Linked DNA regions of Zea mays: region 2 is linked to region 1. The links are chromatin contacts, called in public Hi-C maps. All regions are on one chromosome and are shown on one strand. The core of a region is the stretch at or near the end of the contact, and the rest is flanking DNA. Distances in the headings are between cores, read along the strand shown.

Region 1 (6,249 bases), core at 2,210-4,709:
CAACTTCGTATGGAATTACATTTGTGCATCCAAGTCTTATACATACAAAATATAGGACCTATCGAGGGTATTATCGTGTTTTCTTCCTTGAGATGTGTTGGGCACGCTTCTTAAGTATTCTTTCCTTTCCTGCTTGCTTGGTTTGTCTACTTTGTGGTTCTTCATTTAAGTCTTATCGAGGAAGCTATTACTTATTACCTAGTGAAGGTTACTTTGCTATTTCTAAAACAAATTCAAAGACAAATGAGATTCATTAGTTTGAGGACCTTCAACAAAAGGCATATACCCAATAGTAGCCCCTCATGACATTAGTTTGTTTTCTATAATGGGCTCAAACTGCAAAAAAGATGAAGGGGGCCTTACGTCGAAGGTCCAAAAATACCTTCCCTGAGTGCATAATTGAAAACATATATGCTCAAATACGTTTTACTAGGCGAGTGGTGCAAATCGGTGACCGCACCATAGGCCAATGAGTGTGCATAGACTAACTCCTCAACTACTTCACTTTTTCACTAATATAACGGGACTAGCGCCGCAATAACCGCACATAGCATATACTGCCCTTGCCAACCTGTTGCCACCAATTTTGCTACATCCAAAGCTCATATGCTTTGTTGTTTTCTATTAGCTTCAAAATTCAAACCTTCGTGGACATGCAAATGGCTAGGATTATGATGACTTCTTGAATAACCACTCTGACATCTTCAGATGCACTACAAAAGTTGGGGAAAGTTTTAGACACGGAGATCATGTACGAGTCAGCCAACGGTGCTCTCGTGCAACGAAGTGAGGTTAAATCAAAATTCAACACGAAGAAAAGGAAGGCAGATGAAATGGCCAAGGTTCATGCCAAAGCCGACAACAATGAATCGGATGTAATTGTTTCTAGGTGTGAAGATGAGATTATAGTGGAGGAAGAGAGCAACCTTCGTCCCTCTAAACCTAGCTAGCTACATCAAGATAAAGAGGTTACTTATAGGACCTATCAAGATAACAATTCTGAAGAAACCTAGATACATAAGTGTTGATGCAGGCTAGCCATCTGATTGCATACTTGAGCAAAGCTTTAGGGCCTATGTTTAAAGGTCTGTCAAAGTATGAAAAGGAATATTTAGCCATCCTAGTGGTTGTTGATCATTAGAGGAATTACTTGCAGTTAAAAGAGTTCCATATTCTTACCGACCATCGTAGTTTAGTTCAATTGGATGAACAACGGATGCATAATCCATGCTAGAAGAAGATGTTTACTCACCTCTTGGGCTTACAATATCATATCAACTACAAGAAAGACATTGAGAACAGTGCTACTAATGCCTTATCTCGACATCTAGATGTATCATTTTCTTGTTCAACACTGTCTTCTTACACACCACAATGAATTTTAGAGGTGGTTAATTCTTATGATCATGATCCAGCGACCACAATGCTTATAACTAAACTTGTTGTGGATCACCTGCAGTGCCTCATTTCACATGGCAAAGATGGGCTTCTACGCTACAAACATCGTATCTAGGTTGGTATGGATACTTTGTTACAAACCAAATTAATTCGCGTTCCATGATTCGGCTATGGAAGGACATTGGCGGTGCCTATAACTTAAAGCTATACTCAAACAGTTGGTTGCTTGGAAAGGCATGAAGTGTGTGGTACATGAATTTATTAGCCAATGTGTGATTTGTAACCAGGCAAAAGTTGACCGTGCATGTTTTCCTGATCTATTGCAGTCCCTTCTGGTCCCTACGGGTTTATGGCAGTTGATCAGCATGGATTTTATTGAGTCCTTGCCACCTTCTCAGTCTTATACTTGTATCCTGGTGGTTGATTCCTTTACAAAATATGCCAATTTCTTGCCTATAAAACATCCTTCATAGCACTGTCAGTGGCTCGCCTCTTTCACGATCAGATTTACAAGTGTCATCAGTTGCCTCAGTCAATTGTGTCTGATCGGGATAATGTTTTAGCCATCAGCTGTGGCAAGAGCTCATTTGTTTTGCTGATGTACAGTTTCAAATGAGCTTATCCTATCACCCGCAGGCTGATGGGCAAACAGAATGGGTGAACCAATCACTACCAGACTCGCTTTTTTGCCGAGTGTCTGGGACACCCGGCAAAGGACTTTTTGCACTCAGCAAAGCCATGCCGAGTGTTACACTCGGTAAACATTTTATCAGCAAAGGATTCTTTGCGGAGTGCTTCTTTTTGGACAAAAAGTAAATTGAAAAGGTATGCAAAAATAGCAAAATATTTTTTTAATAAGGGAAACCACCCCACTAGCCAACGCCAACCAATGCCTACCCATTCACATTTTCTCACTATTTTTTGTAGCAGTTTTTTTTTGCAAATCGTGTCATATACGATTCAAACCTATGACCTCTCTTTTGCGAACAAACTCTTCTACCACTACACCCCCTACCTCAATCATGTTTATATTACGTTTTTTCTTCTACACATATTATAACATACCAAGTGTAAATTGATTGTTTGAGACAATAAATGGATTCAAATGAAAAGTTTGTCAACTACAAAGTTGCATAATTACACAAAAATCGATAATTATATATTATATTTACTCTGTTTCTATGTAATTTTTGGAGCACCAGTTTTGTGTAAAATTACATAAAATTTGGACACTAGTAGAAGACAGAATTAAAAAAGATAAAACTGATGTTGCATAAATCAGTACCACGTCATCAAAACCGTCAACTAAAACTATCTAAGGGGTTGTTTGTCTGTATTCTGAAGTTGAGAGAGGTAAACAACTAATTTTAAAGGTGAGGTGAGAAGTAGACCACCATTTAAATGCCAAGGGATTACATAGACTTATTCCTTTTAATAAAAACATGTGGTCTATAATTTAAACTTAAATCATGCATATACTATATAATCGTTTCGTTCCAAAATATAGTTTTTTACCCTCACTTTTTTCTATCCACATTCATCAAATGATTATATATATATGGAAACTACATGTATATGTTACTTAATGACCACATTTTCAGCTTTCTTCGCAAAGACGAGCTTTTTAGCGTTTTTGGTGGCCAGAAACTGTCGAAAATAATATTTATGTCGTCGAAAATACCTTATTTTTGGTGGCATAAGGTTTATTTTTGGTGGTTTCTGGCTGCCGAAAATGGCTTTCGTTGCTCTAATGGATTGTGCTTAGTAAAACCAATTATATTTTAGTGCCGAGGGAGTATAATTTATTATATATTGGTTATGGCCCCTCTGTGAAAAAAATACCTGATAGAAGTAACGACAGCGCAGCAGTCTGTCCGAGTGCGACTAGCAGCAGCCAGCAGGCAGGCAGGCAGCAGTGGACAGCGGAGGATGCAGCCTGCAGGTGCCTACGTGTGTACTAGTAGTGGCCTTGTTTTGGTCGGCTATCCTACCCTTCCCTTCCTCCAAGCCTACTGCTACGGCCTACTGGAAAATAACAATGCCGCTAGCTGCCTCTGCGTGGACCAGGTCCATGGCTCTCCTGCATGCGGTCCTGCCACCCAAACGACCGGGCCGGCCACGTACGCTAGAAGCCAGTAGACCGAACGGGCAGTCGTCATTCAACACACTACGTACCAAACCGTACGTCATTGCATTTATCGTGTCACTGGTTAGTTGACTGACAATCTAGCCGTTTTATGTCGTGTTCGTGGTAGTCCACGAGAACCGGGCCCGCGCGGCCACGGTGGCGGGACGGCGTGGCGCCATTACTCCGGTCGGTCCGGAGCAAGACCTGCACGCCAGATCGATCCACAATGGGCCTAGCTGGTCACTCCCATCAATGTGCGCTGCCTGCTGCAGCGGTGAGCGGTGTGTGGTGCAGTGCTGCAGCAGCAACAGCAGGTATAGCACGATCGGGCCAGCCGCCCGCTGCCCGCAGCTCCTAGCCGAGAGCGAGGACGGCCGGTCGCAGCCAGACGACAACCACCGCCGCGCTCATGCAATATGCATGCACCAGTGGTGGGTGACGGCCGGCATGGCCTGCCGGTGCCGGCGGATGTCGCCGCAGGCCCAGCCCCAGCCCCAGCCCCCCGGACCCGGCCACTCTCGTCGTCTGCGTCCGTTTCCAGCACGGAGCCACCGGATGATGGAGCGCAGCTCAGGCGGTCAGGGCCTCGATCGGCCGATAACCACCAGCACAGCAGCTAGCACCAGAAAGTTATTATTGAGCCAATCAATGCCAACCTACTTGCCATGTCTGCTGTCTCTCGGTCTTCTTCGTTCCGCCAGCACGCCAAGATCCCAGTCGCCGTTACCTATCTTGTCTCCCGCCCTGACCCACCCCACCGGTCGCTCTGCCTGCCATCACGGATCCTCCTTAAAATTTGACCCAATCTCTTTATCAACCCCTCTGCTACTATGGTGAGAGCGACACACGACTCTGGTAGGGTGTGTAAAATAGAGGATACAAAATTGTAGACTACACTTTTTTATACTATTTATAGTGAGAAATTTAAAATAGTGGATAGAATATAAGAGGGGATCTGTCCGGAGATAGCCTGCAATCGACCAGTGTATGTCTTTTAAATTTACGCCTCGTTTGGATCACTGGAATTGAATTCCATTCTAATAATAGTAATTTAGTCATATACCAATTAAGCTAATTCACTTTTATACAAAATATATTTGTATACTATTATTAGCAAGATGTCTTAGATATTTATTTCCTACATTTTTATTATAAAGGAGTAGAACGAAGAGTGTCATGTAAGTTACATATTAGAAACAAATTCTAATCATGCATAAAATCATTTCCTATCCTCCACTCTATGAATTTGAGATAGCCTTATATCTGGACTTTGGAAAGTGGTGGAATGCCAAATTCCAAACTAAATAAGTTACTTTATTGAGTGAATTCCAATTCCTTTAAAATGAAAGGATCCAAACACCCCGTTAGTGAAATAACTCGACTATTAACGGTTGACTTTGTCAACTTTGGGGGGAATAAGATGGAAACATATCTAGTGCAAATTAATCACTCTGTATAACCGTACAAACTTTTAATCTGAGTCACATAATATTGATCCAAGGGGCACGTGGGGGAGTGGGAAGGATATTTGCAAAAGTGTGGTTAGGAGCGGACAGTTAAGTTCAAAATTATCCATCCCCGCGCGTCCTTTTGGACCAACATCATGTGACACATATTAAAAAATTTTACGATTGTATGGAAGAGTTGGTTTACACCATATATGTTCCCTATATATAACACTCTTATATAGATATTGTAGTGATGCACCAGTAACATCTAACTAGTGTAATAATAAATCCGAGTAGAGCGTTTGCATCCTTGCTAGAGAGAACAATATGGTGGAAAATGAAGAGAGACATATATACACCTGCAGTAGGTGGTTAAATCTGGACAACGATCCAATATCAGACAACAACAGTGCTAATAAGTACTTTTGAATCCACATAAAGCTGATTGCATGCACCGATCCACTAATATAATAACGAATCTAGGTAACACGGACGCCATATGGTTTCCTGTACTCGATCGCCATCTCTTTTTTATCTCAAGGAGCAGGTTTAATAGTTGACGGACTGTGTCCTGTGTGGAGAAGGGTGAGCTGAACTGTTCAGTATTCACGCATCGCATGAAAGTTGCATGCTCTAGTTGATCAGGTTAGGTTTTAGGCAACCGGCTGCATGGATGGATGGGACGGAGTACCAAGAATCAACCTTTAGCAGGATGACTGATGACCGAGTTAACGTCTCTTAGAACTAATTTGAAAACTTAAATCAAGAGCTAATTTAGAAACTCAAATCTCTTTAGGGGTCGGAGGGGATTGAGGTAGAAACAACCCCATGAAGCTTTGAGAAGATTTGAGTTTCAAATTAGCCCTTATTGATTGAAAGGATTGAGGGCATTCCCGTAGTGTGTTGCTACCCTGATGTGTTCCTAGCTGAGCTCCCACGTATTCCTCTAGAGCGTGATGCTACTTTTGAAATAAAGTTAATTCCTGGTACGTAACCTATTCATAAAGCTTTGTATATGATGGCCCCAAAGGAGCAAGTTGAGTTGAAGCGGCAAGTAGATGATCTTCTTGCTTTCATTAGCTAGCAAGTCTCCTTGGGATTTTCTAGTGTTATATGTTGAGAAGAAGGATGGTAGTAAGAGATTGTGCATAGACTATCATGTCATAAATCAGGTGACTATCAAAAATAAATATCCTTTGCCTTGTATTGATGCTCTTTTTGAGCAATTGAGATATGCCAATGTCTTCACTAAGATCGATTTGAATTTTGGCTATC
Region 2 (6,489 bases), core at 831-3,330, 170 kb after region 1:
GTGAACTCCTTATGGATTTACAGGTGGTTGAAAAACCTGCGCCAACTATTTCCATGAACTGTGATAATTAAGATTAACAATTCTAAGAATAATATGAAGTCGACAAGGCATATAAAGAGGCGTTTGAAATCTGTCAGGAAATTGAGAAACTCTGGAGTAATAGCGTTGGATTATGTCCATACATCTAAAAATCTGGCAGATCAATTTACTAAGGAGCTATCACGTAGTGTGATAGATAGTGCATCAAGTGAGATGGGCCTGAGACCCACCTAAAGTTTATCAAAGTGGTAAACTATTCTATGTAATCGGAGATCCCGTGAATTAGAATGGTGAAACAAGCTAGGGGTAGACTGAGAGAAAAGACCCTTAATAAGGCTCATTTTAGATGCATATCTTTCCTTACTGTAAGGTAGGTTGGTGTTTACACCTTAATATGTTCCAAATGGCTTTGGGAAGTAAATATGTTGTCCTACAGAACATATTTGGAGGAACATACCTATATGGGTTAACTGCTAGTCACAGTTTGAGATCTGGGTGGTCTCTAGATAACCATGAAAGGCCATGGAGTTTTACTTATATGCTCCAACCACAGGGGATACATTCGGCAATCTAGTACTGGCAAAGAGTTTAGATGAAACTCATTCTACGAAAAACTGTCAGTTCAAGGCCTAGTCCATTGTGTAGTTGTGGTTATAGTCTAAGCTCTAGGTGGACGTTCAACTTAACAGTCTTTATCGAAACATCAGTATATCAATTGTTTGAGATGATGAGAGTATTTTCGTGTGACTTAGCATTTGGTGGGGATTGTTGGATAAATGTGAGCTTGGCCCAATTAATATTCAATAATAGTCAATGCTAGTGACCCGCTTTAATTTCTAAGGTGTACTAATAAATTAGCACCGTATTAGAAGTTCAAGGAACAAATCAATCAACTTAAATAGATGGACCGTTGGTGCATCTATTGGGAAGTCGAGAAAAGGATGAAGGACTGTCGCACGCGCGCGCGCCGCCATCGTCCGGGCTGGGCCTCATGGCCATGATAGACCGTCGTCCGAATATTCCTTTCAAATGGTTGTACATTTTGCCTGGTGTGATGACCGTCTGTTTCCTATCTTTTGGCTGGTAACGGACGTCAGTTACTGTGATAACGGACATTAGTTATTGTCGTTGGTTTCTAGTTCTAATGTGCGACCGTTTCTATCTGTTGCCCTTCTCCCTCCTTCTGACACATGTTGCTATAAGAATGGAGAGTGAAGACTCTTCCATGTACGCGCGATACCTCTCACACACATTGTAAACATCACATTCCCGTCCCATCTTCTGCGAGCACAGAGAGAGTGGAAGAGCAAACATCCGAAATCGTCGTCCGCAGAGATACACTTGCACGAGTGTGCGGGCGATCAGATTTTTGGAGAGCGTATTCGTGACTGCTCGTGTGATGCGTTCGACTCGGTGTTGCTTTGTCTACATCCTGTTCCTCGTCGCCTTCCTCGGGCTACACATGTTGTTGTTCTTCTTCCGGCGACCGTTCAAGGGACTGCACGGCGTACATCTTCCTGCATTGACTTTGTATGGCTACATCGAACATACACACGGGATGTCTCGTGTGAATAGAGCCATTGACGCCTTGAACATCGGTCCCTCCGCAGATTACATTCTGTTCTTTCTTATTTGTGCATGTTTTATTTTTATTTACTGCTTAGTAGTTATATATATATATATATCACACTCTTTTTCTGAATTAAATATTAAAACAAAAAATGTCTAAATTTCTTACAAAATCGCGGTTACCCGTTTATGGCCGTCCCCTCTGAATTTGCATCGATCTGTCTTGTCGACCACTCAAAATGAGCACGAAGAAGAAGAATTGAAGAAAAGAATTCCGAATCTTCCTGCCGGTACGTACGCAGAATACCAAAAGCAATGGATGGACGGAGAGAGGTCGGGAATCGAATAAGGTTTGGTTTTCAACCAAGGCAAGGGGAAGAAACTTGGGGGCGGTGGTAGTTGGTAGTAGTTGGTAGGCTACATGACATCACATCACCCACAAAAGACAGCAGCAGCAGCGACAGCACCCGAATCCCCTCCCCTGGCGGCCTGTGCTTCTGCGTGCACCCTCCTCAGTCGCCAATTGCCTTCCATCTCCATCTGCGACCTCAACCATCCTTTTCAAGCATCGTTTTCCAATGGCTCAGCGAAGTTTTTTTTTCTTTGGTATGGTATTAATTTGGGAAAAGGCGCTCTCCGTTGTTGCTGGGTCTCACCTTCTAGAAGCTCAAGTGAGGTGACCCCAACATCCCACCACTCCCCAAAATCACTATGACATCCCAAGAGTGGCTGCAGCATATGTATATGTTTTGCAAGCTATCTCTATCAGCGATCTACTAGCAGAGCAGCGATTGATGAGAAAAAAAATGGCAGCTGATATTGCGGGTAACCTAATTTCTTTCTTTTTTTTCAGGAAAAAGGAGCAGCTGCTGCTACTGTCCACCGGGGCCATTTCGTAGTTTAATTAGCCGAGGCAACAAAAAAACAATCAACCAACACGCTATCGATTACTAACTTTGGTGGATATATAACAGTCCAATCCTCACAAACAGTCCAATCCTCACATGCTCAATCTACTTGAGAGCTTAACCACTGCTCCAGAAATTTAGGCCTAATCACCAAATCACACATATATCTTAATGTTTAGAAATAAACAATAATTATTTTTAAATAAATATTTGAATATCTATTTATATGATATATAACAACGGTAGCAAAGCACGTGTAATAGGCTAGTTAATCATTATTCATTCAAGCTGTTCAGGACCATTCGGTGAACTCTGATGTATGTTCTGAAAGAAGCAACCACAGGTTACAGTACTCTGGAAGGCCGAACAAAAAAAATGTGAATATTAAGACATCATAAACACTTTTGCAAGCGCTACCTCCAAATCACATCAAGAATACATCAGGGTGCCCTTACCTTTGCAAAAAAAAAGGAAACGAAAGGAAGTGCGTGAGCTTAATGATTCTGCTGAAAACAGTTGAGTGATAAAAAGTGCACATCTAGTCGATCGTCAGAATACTTATTGCAAAACCAACTGTAATCTATCCACCACACATATTCTTGTCTGCACTGAGACAGGAACCCCGCCAACCCATTGCGGCTGATCTTACCTTTACGCTTGCCTCTCATTTTTAGTGCCTCCCCACCCCTGCGATGAAGACCTGTCGTCACAGAGTGACCTCCATTTGTGTTTAACAGAATAGTGTAAGCCATGATGTATTGGCACTAGCAGAGTGTAACATCTAACGTTACTTTTTCTGCAACTGTTTGACTTTTGAGCTAGCAGTCTCGCAACAAAAGGTAGCTTCTTTCTAGTACCCCAAGCAACAGAACATGTAAAGCACAAGGCAGTAGAGCACATGTGTGGAGCATGTTGTTTTCACTTCTAAAGTCAAAATGCAGTTTTATTCATCGCCGCCGCGCGCTCTAAAGACCTGGCAATAGGCACAGCACACTCCATCATGGAGCACCAGAACCACTGGTGAGATTCCCCCCAATCGACAAGGCAAAATGCGCAGCTTGTTGGTTTGACTGCATGCCAAGTTGCTCCTCAACCTTTTTCCGATCGACGTGCAGCACACATGGCTGGGCGCGGAGCAGATAGGTGCATGCGCAACTACTTTTTTTTCTGATGAAATTTGGAAGTCACATAAGCTTTTTGGATATGAATATGCTTTCCAAAGGAAAAGAGAAGAAAAGTTGTAAAGATGTTTTTGACATTCATACTACATATAAGAAAGAAAGAAAGAAAGAAACAGAAAAATAAAGAGGGTAGGATAGTGTGGATGATGCATGCGGATATGATGCCCAAGCCACCTAACACCACCGTTTCAGCAACTGAAAGATGGTGTAAGTGATTTATCAGTTAATATCAATGATAACGAGTGCAATGACCCCTTCTAGAATGAGGTAGGTCAGGTGCAAAAACATACTACTTTCAAATCTTTGTCATTGCATCAGAACCAGCACCTAACAAGAGAAGTGAGTAAAAAGATACCACAACGACATCCAGTGCACACCCACCAGGCCACTCCAGTTGATAAAAAGGTGTGATGATATGCATGGTAAGGCTCGATGGATTGGAAGCTTCTATAGATCTTTGTCATTTCATCACCCGGGCGGCTAGCTAGCTAGGCCACCTAACATGCACACACATACAAAAAGTATTCTTTCATATTTTCTGGAATGACATCACTACTACTAGAACCTCTCTCTGGTATTAATTCATTGAACCGCTGTCCCTGTCCAACTTCCATTTCCAGGACATACTCAAAAAAACATTTTAGAAAAAAAAACAAAGGTATCTGTCACATTTCTGTTGTTCCAGAATAGTAGAATACCATCTACTTAATTAATATAGTCATTTGTGTCCTCTCGTAATTCATGATAAAGCAAAGAAAGCAAGCATGTATATAGTGGTGAGCTAACCAATAAAAGACTAGCATATTGGCGTTATTAAGAAGAAGAGCTTATTGCCCTCCTTAAGGATTCAGGATATATAGGCCTTTATAACAATAAGATTCAGGATATATAGGCCTTTATAACAATAAGGGGCAGTTTATTTTGAAGGAATTGGAATTTACTTAATAAAGTAGGTTATTTAGTTTGAATTTAATATTTCACCACTTTTTAAAGTTTAGATATAAGTCTATTTTAAATTTATAAAATAAAGGGTGGAAATTGATTTTATGTATCACTAGTCTATGTTTGTACTCGACAACTTATAACACGCTCTTCCGCTCGCTCCCTATAGTACAAATGTAGCATATATTCTATATAAAATAGCTAATTGATCTAATCTAAATTTCAATTATTAGAATGGAATTCAATTCCAAAGATCCAAACGAGGCATGAGTGATTTATGAATTTGGTAATTTGCCTAGTTCGAGACTAAAAAATTGAATTGTTAATATATATATATATATATATATATATATATATATATATATATATATATATATATATATATATTTGTTTATTGGCACAGAAGCTTATGCAGAAAGGTTTGGGTTTAAATGAACTCAATAGTATGGATCAGCTGCAGAGAGATGATGCCATGTGTAGCTAAAGAAAAGTAGACACATTTCCAAGAAGGCGACTGTATCATCTGAAGACATATTCTACGCACAAGCATATTTGATGACAAGTCTTAGACCAAAAGATATGACTTCTATTCCCTATTCATAACACTAGCTAAATAATTACATAGGATAAGGTTGAGCGCATGGAGCACTTGGCTAAATGTTTATGTTTTGAAACGAAATATACTGAATTGCTGAAATGGGCTTGGTAGCACTTGGCTAAATGTTTATGTTCATGGAAAGTGCATTAACATGGACCAAAAAAAAATTGTTGCTTAAGCATATAGAGAGAAGCCATACTAAGAAGGCCAGTATTGGGCCATGGGCCTAAAATCAATAGCATCAGTTGATCATATAATAGCAGCTGAGCAAAAATAGTTCTGGAAAAAAATGACCAGGGTGATACATAGTCTATTGGATTTATGTTTTGAGAACAAAAGGTTTATGTTGAATCAAATATGATGGTTTGAATATAAACTTTCGTCTGGTTCATGACAAGCAGAACTATTGGTAGAACACAAACCAGGTCAAGTAAAATAACATTACATGGATCAAACCTCTACGAATATGAGGGATGAAAATGGTCGAAACAGATACTTATTCGGGTTATCTTTTTTCTATGATTGCGAATAAATAGGATATAGAATCTGCAATTTAAATTCATATTCTTGTTTTTAGTATTGACCTTGTAAAGATTCATAAAAGATAAACCTCAAATTTAGCTTATATCTTCTCATATGAATAAGTGATAGATATAAAATTTGGATACAAATTCGGATATTTTTCACCTGTTGTAGTGACCAAATAATGTATAAACCAATTTATAATTTTTTTCTTATAATAATGTGTTTGATAACATAAGAAAAGACCACCATCAAATTTCATATATATCTATTTTAAAATATTAAAATTTTCATAACAGTTTGGTTATCCCATGGTGTTGTGATTAACAAATCTAAATACTGCTAAAATATAAATCCCATATGAGCCCTACTTGGAATGCAGGAGCTTCATAAGTAACAATTTTGTATTTGTCATATGCTTTGTTTCTCCAAATACGCAACCTTCACTGGATACATTTCAAACCGCATAGAAAATAGAAAGGGTGAGGGTTCTAGTTGCCTTTGTTTAACTCACAAATATTACAAAGCATATTTTTGTTGTATCCTAAAACAAACATGTGTCCTTTCCCCATTTATCCAAATAGAATATAAGATTGTCCAAGCACTCAACACCATATTACACAGTCCCCATACTACTTCGTGACAGAATACGTCATTTACATTATTTGCAAGGATATCAATATCATCTCAACTATGCTAGAAAGTGCAAAAATATAATAGGGAAAACAAT

What was found. A called contact is a pair of places that touch in the nucleus more often than the background predicts.
Region 2: a contact with region 1 is called in a Hi-C map of leaf, with 2.2 times the contacts expected there. The contact joins two enhancer-like sites. A contact is called at or near these places in 2 of 25 Hi-C or Micro-C datasets (bundle sheath and leaf).

The regions. Positions count from the first base shown.
Region 1 is chr4:213,105,477-213,111,725 of Zm-B73-REFERENCE-NAM-5.0, forward strand. No RefSeq gene overlaps it. Among protein-coding and RNA genes, the nearest start is that of LOC111591410, 52 kb to the left of the region's middle. Within about 2 kb of position 3,460, at least 18 of the 20 cell types and tissues checked have an H3K27ac peak or open chromatin away from gene starts, as enhancers often do. A contact at or near this core is called in bundle sheath and leaf, where this site is marked.
Region 2 is chr4:213,275,516-213,282,004 of Zm-B73-REFERENCE-NAM-5.0, forward strand. No RefSeq gene overlaps it. Among protein-coding and RNA genes, the nearest start is that of LOC100384270, 88 kb to the left of the region's middle. Within about 2 kb of position 2,081, at least 11 of the 20 cell types and tissues checked have an H3K27ac peak or open chromatin away from gene starts, as enhancers often do. A contact at or near this core is called in bundle sheath and leaf, where this site is marked.